3 separate regions of the Macaca mulatta genome follow, and regions 1 and 3 are each linked to region 2. The links are chromatin contacts, called in public Hi-C maps. All regions are on one chromosome and are shown on one strand. The core of a region is the stretch at or near the end of the contact, and the rest is flanking DNA. Distances in the headings are between cores, read along the strand shown. Region 1 has its middle 41 kb from the start of FASTKD2. Region 2 holds the start of KLF7 (KLF transcription factor 7). Region 3 has its middle 59 kb from the start of CREB1.

What was found. Hi-C and Micro-C count contacts between places; a contact is called where the count stands out from the background.
Region 1: a Hi-C map of fetal cortical plate shows a contact between it and region 2, with 2.6 times the contacts expected there. The contact joins the enhancer-like site here to the promoter of KLF7 in region 2. A contact is called at or near these places in 4 of 14 Hi-C or Micro-C datasets (CD4 T cells, fetal cortex germinal zone, fetal cortical plate and 1 more).
Region 3: a Hi-C map of fetal cortex germinal zone shows a contact between it and region 2, with 7 times the contacts expected there. The contact joins the enhancer-like site here to the promoter of KLF7 in region 2. A contact is called at or near these places in 4 of 14 Hi-C or Micro-C datasets (blood, fetal cortex germinal zone, fetal cortical plate and 1 more).

What each region holds. Positions count from the first base shown.
Region 1 is chr12:112,078,292-112,081,791 of T2T-MMU8v2.0, reverse strand. No RefSeq gene overlaps it. Among named protein-coding and RNA genes, the nearest start is that of FASTKD2, 41 kb to the right of the region's middle. Within about 2 kb of position 2,086, at least 7 of the 40 cell types and tissues checked have an H3K27ac peak or open chromatin away from gene starts, as enhancers often do. A contact at or near this core is called in fetal cortical plate, where this site is marked.
Region 2 is chr12:112,421,637-112,425,623 of T2T-MMU8v2.0, reverse strand. It overlaps KLF7 (KLF transcription factor 7), which reads left to right and starts at 1,366. Exons shown (of 5, transcript XM_077957429.1): 1 at 1,366-1,420; 2 at 1,631-1,870. The coding sequence starts at 1,769. It overlaps LOC114671401 (a long non-coding RNA gene), which reads right to left and starts at 1,527. Exons shown (of 3, transcript XR_003721394.2): 1 at 1,137-1,527.
Region 3 is chr12:112,733,238-112,736,901 of T2T-MMU8v2.0, reverse strand. No RefSeq gene overlaps it. Among named protein-coding and RNA genes, the nearest start is that of CREB1, 59 kb to the left of the region's middle. Within about 2 kb of position 1,466, at least 10 of the 40 cell types and tissues checked have an H3K27ac peak or open chromatin away from gene starts, as enhancers often do. A contact at or near this core is called in fetal cortex germinal zone and fetal cortical plate, where this site is marked.

The DNA.
Region 1 (3,500 bases), core at 837-3,336, 340 kb after region 2:
TAATGATAGAAAATTCCATAGTTACCATTTATTTGTGCTTACTATGTATGGCAGGCAGAATAACGACATCCTCCTTCACGCGAAAGATATCCTAATTCTCAGGAACTATAAATATGTTACATTACATGGCAAGAGGAACTGAGGTTGCAGATGGAATTTGGTTGCTAATCAACTAGAAGCTTTCCTCCTAAGATAAGGAACAAGAAGCGTTCCTGCTAAGATAAGCAACAAGGCAAAGATGCGCCCTCTCACCACTGCTTTTCAACTTTGTACATTTGTCCTACATAATGCACTGAGACAAGAAAAGAAAATATGCCAATTGGGAAGGAAGAAATAAAACCATTTTCATTGGCAGACGACATGATTGTCTATGTAGAAAATCTGGAAGAATCAACATAAAAAATCCTAGTACTAATAAACTATTATAGTAAGGTTGCAGGACAAGGTTAATAAAAGCCAATCACTCTCTTATATACCAGCAACGAACAAATGGAATTTGACATTAAAAGCACGTTATCATTTACATTAGAATCTCCAAAATCAAATACTTAGGCATAAATCCAAAAAATTTTGTATAACATCTATATAAGGAAAACTATAAACCTTTGATAAAGATATCAAAGAAGAATTAAATAAATGGACAGATATTCTATATTCATGGATAGGAAGACTCAATATTAACAAGATGTCAATCCTTTCCAAATTGATCTATAGATTCAGCATAATCCCAATAAAAATCCCATCAAGTCATTTTGTAGCTAGTAACAAACTAATTTTAAAGTTTATATGGAGAGGCAAAAGACCCATAAGATTACAGGTGGAATTAAGGCTGCTAAACTGACTTTAAAATAGGGAGATTATCCTCAATGATCAGAGTAGGCACAATGTAACCACAAGAATCCTTAAAAGTGGAAGAGGGAGGCAGAAAAGTCAGTAGCAGAGTGAAGGGATAGAAATACACTCCACTGGACGCTGCCAGCCTTGAAGACAGTGGAAGGGGCCATAAGCTGAGGACTGCAGGCAGCCTCCAGCAGCTAAAAAAGGTTAAAAACCTGATTTTCTTAGAGATAGCAGAAAGGAAGACAGCCCTGCCCACACCTTGATTTTAGCCCAGTTAGACCCATTTTTTATTTCTGACCTCCAGCACTATGAGTCAATTACTATGTGTTGTTGTAAGCCACTAAATTTGTTACAACAATAGGAAACTTATACACTGTGCCAAAATTGGAGCTACACGGTTCATGTCCAATTAGCTCTAATTCTTACAAACACTGCGAGAAAGGCATAAGCATCTGGTTTATCCAAATGAAGACACTGAGGCCCCAGATGGTAAATGACTTGCCCAAGACCTCAGTTAGTAAAATGCAAAGCTAGAGTATAAGTCCAGGCTTGTTGGACTCCAAAGCCCATTTCTCTTCTTCTCCACTCAAAATTAACCCATGAGACGTCAAACCCTGAACAACCCTTGCTCCATGTCCAGATATGTACTGCTCCACCTCAGCTGTTAGACTCACTCCCTAGAAGCTGAAGGAAAAAAAGAAAAATCCAATTACCATTTAAAAATAGCTCCCTATCGAAATGGCCAAATGAAAGTTTTATTTTAGTCTAATTGGTCCAACTGGCTCTGCTTGATACTTCACTTATTCAATATATAGGATTCTTCTGAGGAAAAACATAGAGGGGCCAAGGGGTGACTCGTGAATGCAGGCTAAAAGCTTGGCTGAAAGCACTTTGAATCAATAAGCAAGCCAATGCTTTGGTCTGGGAAATTTACTAGAGTCAGGTTTGAAATGCATTTTTGTTTTTGCTCTTATCATTAATTACTGTTGCTAATGCTTTTTGTTATTATTTTTAAAATTAATTGCCAGGCATTGATAGTAGCCAGCAATTTTTCACACATTGCTTAAACATACTGAGATAAAAAATCAGAATCATAACTGGAGTGCATGTTTATGGATTACTAAAATGCTCACATAAGAATTACACACTAATTCAACTACAATAAAAAAAAAATTACACTTGAAGAGCTTATTATATACTATTCCTTCCCCTTCTGAGAAACATTTGAGCAGAAGCCTAGCATGGTTACCATAGCAACTATAATGCAAAATTGGCAGTAACTTTATGAATTGCAAATTCCTCTAAGGGTGTTGGGGAATTTTTTTCTACTTCCATTTTTAACCATCTCATATGCATTATTCCAGCAATATGTTAAACAAGGTTTTTGGGAACTCATGCATCACTTCAAAACAAGCTATGTTTTAAACCTTCAAATTTCATTATTCTAACAAGAGCAGACTTACCAGGAAACACCCAATTTACTGTCTTTTAAATTTTCCATTGTTTTTATTAATAACTGAGTTCTTAACACATTGGATCACTGTTTCTGAAGAGAATCCAGGTAGTCAAATAAATGAAATTACTATATTATTTACCATCATCTGCCCTTGAATCTTTCTGAGAATGGAGAAAGGGGATAGTCCTAGTTTAAAAAAAAAAAAAAAAAACCCTTGTAATTTCACAATCTGTTTCTCCTTCTAAGTAATATCAGTTGACATTTTGCATCAAAACTTCAATCAAACAAATGGTCAATCTTTGTTGTTTTCCTTTCTCAGTCCCATTTTCTCTCCTAGATGCTCATGAGCATGAAAATGACCCAGAGAAACAGCTTGAGTAACTAGGCAGTTAGTCCCAGGATGAATTGTTTGCTTGGGTAGTTCAGAGACTGGCTAAGGTAGCCAAAACTATTGTGCTATACTACATATGCATGTCTAAATATGTGTAATTGAGAGATGAGGTTATTCATATAATCATAAATGGTTCATGTCTGATCATTGCCAATTTCCTAGCTCTCCGACTTTGAGCAAGTCATTTGTGAGTTTTAGCTTCCTCATCTATAAAACAGGAACTTAAATTTTTCCCCAGTCCATTTCATAAGCCTGTTATAAGAATCACGTGAGATGGTATGTTTGAATAAAACATGTCCTTTTAAAATACTGCTATCAATTCTTCTCAATTTTTATTTTAGATATTCAATACTAATAATCTCCAAAAAACGAAGATTCTTTATTTTCAGAATCTAGTATCAAGAGGAAAGGTGCTAATTCACGGATTGGGTATCTCAGGGTTGGAAATAAAGGTAAGTACAAAAATGTCAGAATTAAATCCTATTATATAAAGATCTAAATTATTGCCTCTGGTCAGTTTCTCATTTGGGAGACCTATTTGTTTGCAAAACAGTAACACAGAAAATGACTGCACCCAAAGCACATCTCTCAGACAAGGGTCTATCCAGATTCTTAACGAGTCCAGGGAGCATTTTGTGGAGACAAGCAAGTCTATTGGCTTGTTCTTTTTTTTTTTTTTCTTCAACTCTTATTTTTGGTTAGGGGGTACATTTTCTGTCCTGTTTCACAGCAACTTCCTGAGGTCAAAGGAACATTAGTTGTTTTCCTGCCCTTGAACAATAGCCTTCAAAGAGGATGTAAGTATGGCCCAAA
Region 2 (3,987 bases), core at 117-2,616:
TTTTGGGGAAGCTTAAACCACACTAACCATTTAAGGTCAAGCAAACAATTGGCCAACCCTAACGTGTACTGTGCAGGGTTTTCATCTCAGATATAACAGATCTCTATATGTCCACATCCCAACTCCAGAAAACGAGAAATCGAGTTCCTCCTCTCACCATCACAGCTCTGCAGACAACTCGCTGGAGACCCCATGGGGAGCCTCACGTAAAGGCCCCCTTGCAAGCTGCCAGCTCCAGCCTGCCTCCCACATCTACCTAGGCTCCCTCTAGCCTCTTCCTCGCACACTCGAGCAACAGGCTCCTCGCAACCACCTCTAGCCGCCGGACTCCAGACCGGGTCTCCCGCTCGGGGTCAGAAGGTGGCGCGGGAGGGCGGCGGCGGCGGCGGCGCCCGCGGGGCGGGGCGGGGACTGTGCGCAAGCAGGGGGCGGGCGCAGGCCGCAGTCTCGCTCCGCTCCCCTTTGTTCTCGCCCATTGTGTGGCACTTCCTCCTCAGGCGCTTCTCTGCACCCTGCCAGTCTGTGGGGAGTTCGGGAACGGGCCCTGGATGCCTTTTCTGCTTGTTTTTGAGTACGTGAGGACCTCCCCGGCACCGCCACGCGTGGGTCCCCCTTGCCCCGTGCCCACGCGGAGGCGAGGTGGCCAGTGTCCTCCTTTCCCGCTCCGCGCCCTCGGCGGCTTTCCCGCGGCCCCCTGCGCCGCGCCCCCTCCAGGAGGCGTCCTGACCCCGCAATCCGGACTTTCACCTCCCGACCGCCAGCCTCAGCGCCGCCGCGGCGACGCGCGACCCCTCTGAGGGGCGCGGGCTCCGGACGCACCGGGCTCCGCCAGGCACCTAGTCGAGGGTCGGAGGCCGGCGACCAACCCGAGCCCATCCGCCCTGGCGTCCCGGGAGCTGGCGCGAGTGTCGCTGCGACCCTCCCCATCCCTTGCGCTCACGCTCCCCGGCCGCCCGGCGGCCGCCTCAGCCCCCTTATATAGCCCTCTAAAAATAGCTCGCCTCGCACCGCCTTGTAAGGCAGCAGGGAGATCCGCAGCGCGCCAATCCGCGCCCGCCGCCAGGGCCAAGCCCCGCCCCAGGCCCCGCTCCGGGCTCCCCATTGGTCCTCAGTGACTTCATGAGCCCCCTGTTTACCTTACATGGTCACACGCGGCCTAATGGACGCCCTCCTCCGAGATCCCACGGCTGCGCGGAGAACCGGGCGGAGGGAGGGAGTTTGGGGAGGGGGAAGAGCAGGAGGAGGAGAAAAGGGAGGGGGAAGACTACAAACTAGCAAGGATGGAGTGGGGGGTGGGGAGGGAAGGGAAGGGGGGGAGAGAAGCGATCGCGAGAGAAAAAAATGCAACCTCCCAAAATAAAGAGCAAAGATTGCATTAGGAGCGAACAGCGCTGCAGAAATAGATGGCAGCTTCGTGTCAGTGAGTTTGCATCCCCCTTCCTGATCCACGAGCTGGAGTGATTAGAGCCCTGGAAGGGAATTGTTACTCCCGTGGAGAAGTCCCCTTTTCCTGGCAGTCGTCTGCACTGTACACGCTGGATGCCTCTCTCCATCCACCCCACTCACTCGCTCCTCTCTCACCTCCTCTCTCCCTCTGCTGCATTGATTTTTTTTTTTTTTTCCTTTTTAGTTGACTGAAACAAAACAAAACAAAAGGGCCACTGGATGTCTGCCTTCTTGGGGGGTGAGCCAGACAGACTGACAAACAAACAGCCCCAACTGTGTTCGGGGGAGGGTTTTGCCTCCCGTTTTGCCCGGCAGCAGCAGCATGGACGTGTTGGCTAGTTATAGTATATTCCAGGAGCTACAACTTGTCCACGACACCGGCTACTTCTCAGCTTTGCCATCCCTGGAGGAGACCTGGCAGCAGGTGAATGATTTAAATTACTTGTGTAAATCGTGTGGTGACGGCGGAGACGCAGGGGCTGCGTTGGTGTGGGCTCTGGGTCGAAATTTTTGTTTGTTTGTTTGATTTTTTTCCCTTCCTTTTTGGCTGTCTGTTGTTGAAAATGTTTTCTGAAACAGTCATCTGCGCTTACCTCTCCACCCACCCCTAACCTCGTAGTGTGCCGAGCTGAGCAGCCGGTCCGAGCTGCCTGCGTTTCAGTCGCCAACACACATCCCTGCGCACACGTTGTCGGGTTTGCTGTCCCCTATCAGAGACCTGCCGAACTTCTGGGGTTCGGAGGAGCCGGGTGGGAAGGTGGTTTGGGGTGTTAGGAGCGATTGCTGACAGGGCCCACGTTCTCGCATGCATGAGCTCTACCCACTTGGAACCTGAAATCAGGTTCATCTATTTCAACTGGTGCTTACGACCATCGGATGGGGGGCGGGGGGAGGGTGGGCAGGAGCAAAGCGGAGTGTTTTTCAGTAATTAGCGAGTGTCAATAAAGAATAGGAGCTTGATTTTGAGACTAGAAGGTAGGCAAAAGAGAAAAGAGCCCAGTGACAAAAGATACTCAAGGAGGACGGGAAGATGTAGCTGAGGCTGACAATGCATTGTAGGTTTTCCCAGTGTGATGCCTCTATGCGTGTCCTTGTTTCTCTTTTTTGTTTAGGGTCCTTCTCTAGTTAGGCAGCACAACCTCAGACAAAGACTGATGTGTGCTTCCATGCCTCTGACTTTGTCTTAGAGGACTAGTTAAGAAACTCCTAGGATGCTGAAGGGCACCGATGCCAAGTTGGCTAGCCGTCCCAGGGAGGATGAAGCGGGGCTGGTGACAAGTTCACTGGGCTTTGTGAAGTGGAATAAAGAAAGTGCTGGTCAGTGGAAAGTGCTGGCTCTGCTGCGGAAACAGTGGTTTTTTTTCAGCAGCGATTAGGAGCTGCTGAGGGGACATTCTGCAGGAAAGATGGTGGGTGGGGGCAGGGGGACACGGGTATTTAAAAATTCTACAGTGTGCACCATGGAAAGTCCAAGAAGACAGTCCGGATTTGCACATAGGAAGTGTGAACTTGTACAGTCCGTCCTGGAGAAACCCGCTTGCCCTTGAGGGGAGGGCTGTGAGAGACTCGGTGTGTGGCTGCTCATGTAACTTCTCCGCTTAGTGACAGCAGCTTGTTAAGGCTAATGAACGGCTGAATTTCTTCTGCCGGGATCCAAAGCAGGATTTGCCAGCTTGAGGCTGAGATGTAACAGTCGCTGCTTTAGCAAAAGAGGCTTGGCTTTTGGTATAAGGAGCTGAGTGGCAAAGCGGATCCTCTAACTGTACCATTGTTACTAGTTCTCTTCTGGTCAGAGGCTGTGAGTTTTCCTCCAGGTATTGGCCTCTGGTGTCAGTGTGTCCACACATGCATTCCTGTCCAAGGACGCTGGCAGATGCTTGACTGCCTCTCTGTGAACACATACACAGTTCACATATTTTTAGCATAAAGTCTTTATTCGATGCATCCTTATCCTTAACGAGAGTGTATCTGGATCTTTTTCTTCCTTTTATTTCCAATGCTAATTAAACCAAAATGTTGCCTGAATTTCATTTTCTGAAATAGCCCTCATTTCACACTGTCAGCCCACTGGTGTGGAATCGGTTGCATATTAACAACTGTCTAGACAGGTTAGAGAAGGGAATCTGTTGATTTAGTCAGCCTGCCCAAGGCAGCCCTTGTTTGTGACTAACTGTTAAGCAGTGTTAGAAGGAAGAAAGTTGGCTTTATTTGTTAGAACGTTCCCTACTGATGAATCATGCAACTTTGTTTTGGTTCAAGTTTTCCGAGTAGTAAAGCCAGATTTGGAGGAAGGTCTCTTCACAGGAAACCTGCTTTTCTAGATCTGGCTAGACCATCCAGGACAAACTCTAGATCTGCAAAGAAACATCACTGGTTTGACAATTAGAGGATGTATTAGATCTATTGTTTCCTAAGAAGCCTCTGCTCTTCCTTCTCCCCTCCTCCCCCTGCACCTCTGCCTCCTCCCCCTTCAGGGAAGCTCTAGTTCAGTTTCTACAGGCAAAGGATTTTTCACCCCTCGGAACCCCCTCACTTCTTGCC
Region 3 (3,664 bases), core at 217-2,716, 310 kb before region 2:
AAAAAAAAATCACCCGACTATTATTAGTCTGAATCCCAGTGAGCTCCAATTTCTTTACGGAATTTATTTATTTATTTATTTATTTATTTTTCCCCGAGTCTTGCTCTGTCCCCAGGCTGGAGTGCAGTGTCACGATCTCGGCTCACTGCAACCTCCGCCTCCCGGGTTCCAGCGATTCTCCTGCCTCAGCCTCCCGAGTAGCTGGGAATACAGGCGCGCGCCACCACGCCCAGTTAATTTTTGTATTTTTAGTAGAGACGAAGTTTCACCATGTTGGCCAGGATGGTCTCCATCTCTTGACCTCGTGATCTGCCCGCCTCGGCCTCCGGAAGTGCTGGGATTACAGGCGTGAGCCACCACGCCCGGCCATCTACAGAACTGTTAAGCAGTCTAGGGTAGTGAATAGAAACGGGGCCCCAGCTGTGGGCAGGGACTGCTTCTGCCACTTCGAGATTTGCTTTTCCCCATCGATGAACTGAAGGTAATAAGAGCATCTGCCTCTCAATGTGCTGTTGTGAGGAAGCGCTTTATAATGGATTTCATAAGGTGCCTGGCACGTAGAAAGTGCTCAGTAAACATTGCGGTAACAGTGGTGGACTCTTTTTTTTTTTTTTTTTAATTGAATGAGTTGTCAACATTTAAAAATCTGGAGAGCTCACATAAAAATCCTCACTGATCAGTTTTGTCCACATATGTTACTTGCCTGGCTTCTGTGGGCACGCGGGTTGTGGTCCCTCGTGAACCCTTCCATCTCCCACCATCTGTTTATTGCCTTCAGATGATGATAAAAAACTGCACCATGGCCAGCAAGAACAGCTGTAGGAAGGAAGACTTCAGATTTTTTCTCCAAGTTGCAGAAGATGATCGTGCTCAGTCCTAAACTCTCTGTAGATTCTTTTATCGAGCAATCCAAAGCCCTTAGCGCTGCAGTTTAATCTAATTTGTTTCTTTTGTCAGATTTCATTTTGAGGCTGCAGCCTTTGAGAGACTAGCAGAGAGCATTTCCTATGGGAAATTTGGTTTCATTCATTTCTAGGTGGCAGTTTGGGGGGTCAGGATTGTCAAACTGGGGAGGACATCTGACGCCTGATGGTAGAACAAAAAGCCACCAGGGACAGGCTTAGGATAGTTCCACTGTGACATCCTTTTTCCTTTTTCCCTTTCACTTTGTCAGCCCCCCTACCCCATGTGTTAAATGGATTTTCTTATTTTTAATCTTAAAGAAAAAGAATTTGTGTTTATAAAATAAGATTTAAAAGGTTATTTCCTCCTCACAGTGGGCATCCAGGGAGATGGCTTGGCAGCCCCCAGGAGCTCAGGGAGGAGCTCAGCGATCCTCTCCTCTGTCTTACAGAACCGTGCTAAGTTACCAAAGGAAACCACCACTCATTTATCTAAACCCTTTGCAGTTAAATGCTCAGAGACGAATGCGCTTGTTGCAACTGCTCTCAGGGTGGCAGCAGACACTCAGAATGGTGTTTCGATTTAACTTATTGCATTTCAGCTAATTGAAAAGCAGAGCACATCGAAGGGCCTCTGCGAGAACACTTTTCAGACTATAAATCGGGGCTGGAGGATATGTTTAATTAAATCAGTCCTGAGGTCACAGGAAGGAAAAGCAAACCTCTCCCTCCCAGACTTGACCTGGTTCACGTAACATGGCAGCTAGAGAACTTGGAAATGTGTTAGTAGGACTAATGTAAATATACCAGAATAAAGCACTTCTCCGCCAGACTACGAAGCAAGAAATCGGATCTAGAGGCAGACAATGGCTCTGACCTTCCAGTTTAATTCTGCATGCAAGAAACACACAGATGAAGATGGCTGGAGAGGCTGAATTGCTACGTTTCAGATTGCAGTGCAAAGGATAGACTTTCTTAAAAGAACTTATTTCCAAAGAATTCTATTATTTGCTAGCAGGGACTTGGGAAGCCTTGAGTCAGTCCTGGGCCAGAACTGAGTGTGTGAAGGGGTGAATCATTAACTAAAACCTACCAGTTCATGAAGGAGGAAACCTAGTTAGCATTTGGGATCCTAGACTGGACACTAGCCAGGTGTCGTCTGCACCAAAGGAAAGCGTGGCCACACAGAAGAAGGGAAAACGGGTAGGCCATTTGTATGGCTTGGGCCAACCCAGCATGGCCCACACGGGAAGGCTCCACACAAACCTGTTGGTCTCACTTTTCTTGCTGAATTCTCTCTCAGGTTCATGGGCTTATATGATGAATGTTCATGCAACATCTTTCAACAGCCTTCTCTCCCCATCCTTCCCAAATTTAAAGATAGGATCACGTGACAGAAAGAAAAAGAGCAGAATGTAAATGTGAAATCATAGCATTTGAAGGTGTGATCTTGGTTTTTAGCTAGAAGACGAGGAAGCTGAAGAAGTAACTAATTCAGGCCGGGCATGGTGGCTCACGCCTGTAATCTCAGCACTTTGGGAGGCTGAAGTGAGCAGATCTCTTGAGCCCACGAGTTCGAGACCAGCCTGGGCAACATGGCGAAACCCTGTCTCTACAAAAAATACAAAAATTAGCTGGGCACGGTGGTGCACGCCTGTATTCCCAACTACTCGGGAGGCTGAGGTGGGAGGTTGGCTTGAACCTGGCAGGTGGAGGTTGCAGTGAGCTGAGATCACACCAGATCTGCACTCCAGCCTGGGCAATAGAGCCAGACTTTGTCTCCTTAAGATATAATAATAATAATAATAATAGTAATTAATTCAGTCCAGCCAGTCAGCATAGGGAGCTAGCATGTTGGTCATAATTGCATGGCCCAATCTAGAGCATATAGGTTCCTGTTATGAGCATCATGATGTGAAACAAAGGACTCAGTGCCTTGGAATCATTACCCACTCCTCTTGCATCTCTAATCATATATTGATTATGCTTATTTTTCATTCATAATTTTCTATGACTCCTTATTTCCCATGATGCATCCATATCAGTCCTATTACCCCTTTAGATCTATTTGTTTGCTGGATCAATTCTCGTTAAGACTTTAGTTTCATAGTTGTGGGAGGAGGGCAGGAGAGCTGTGGGGGAGGCGTTTATTCACTTCTCCTGGTCTTTGAGCAGGTAGACACAAAAACCTCTCCCCACGCCCTTTTTTCCTTATCTCTTCCTCTTGGATACTTTCTTCGTTTCCACTCTCTCCTCGTTTTCCTCTCCCTTACAAACTGCAAAGAAGACCTGAAGGATGAGATCAGGGTTTGTGATAGAGGTCAAGCGTCTGCCTCACCTTAGGCAGCTAGCTGCCCCTTATCCCTCTTCCCATTCTAATGATCAGCAAAGGAATGAGCAGATGAGGGATCAGAAGAAGAGAAATAAGGACAGCAAAGCCAAAAGGTCCTGCAGGACAGGCGGTCTGGAGGCAGAAACTTGAGATCCAATACCGAGATGGATGAGATGTTTGGCTTGGGCAGTCATTCACCTTTCTGGGCCTCAGTTATCACAGCTGTAGAATCAGAGAAACAGACTGGACATGCTCTAAGCCTGGCTCTGGGGTTCTATGGGTCTATGAACTAGGAAACAGCAGTTTACAATATGAAAATGCTGCAGGATGCTTATAAAGTTAATTTACAAAAGAAAAGAAAAGAAAAACAATAGCAACAACAACAAAACCCTTCCTGTGATCTATGTATTTATACTCCATCACCGATGCC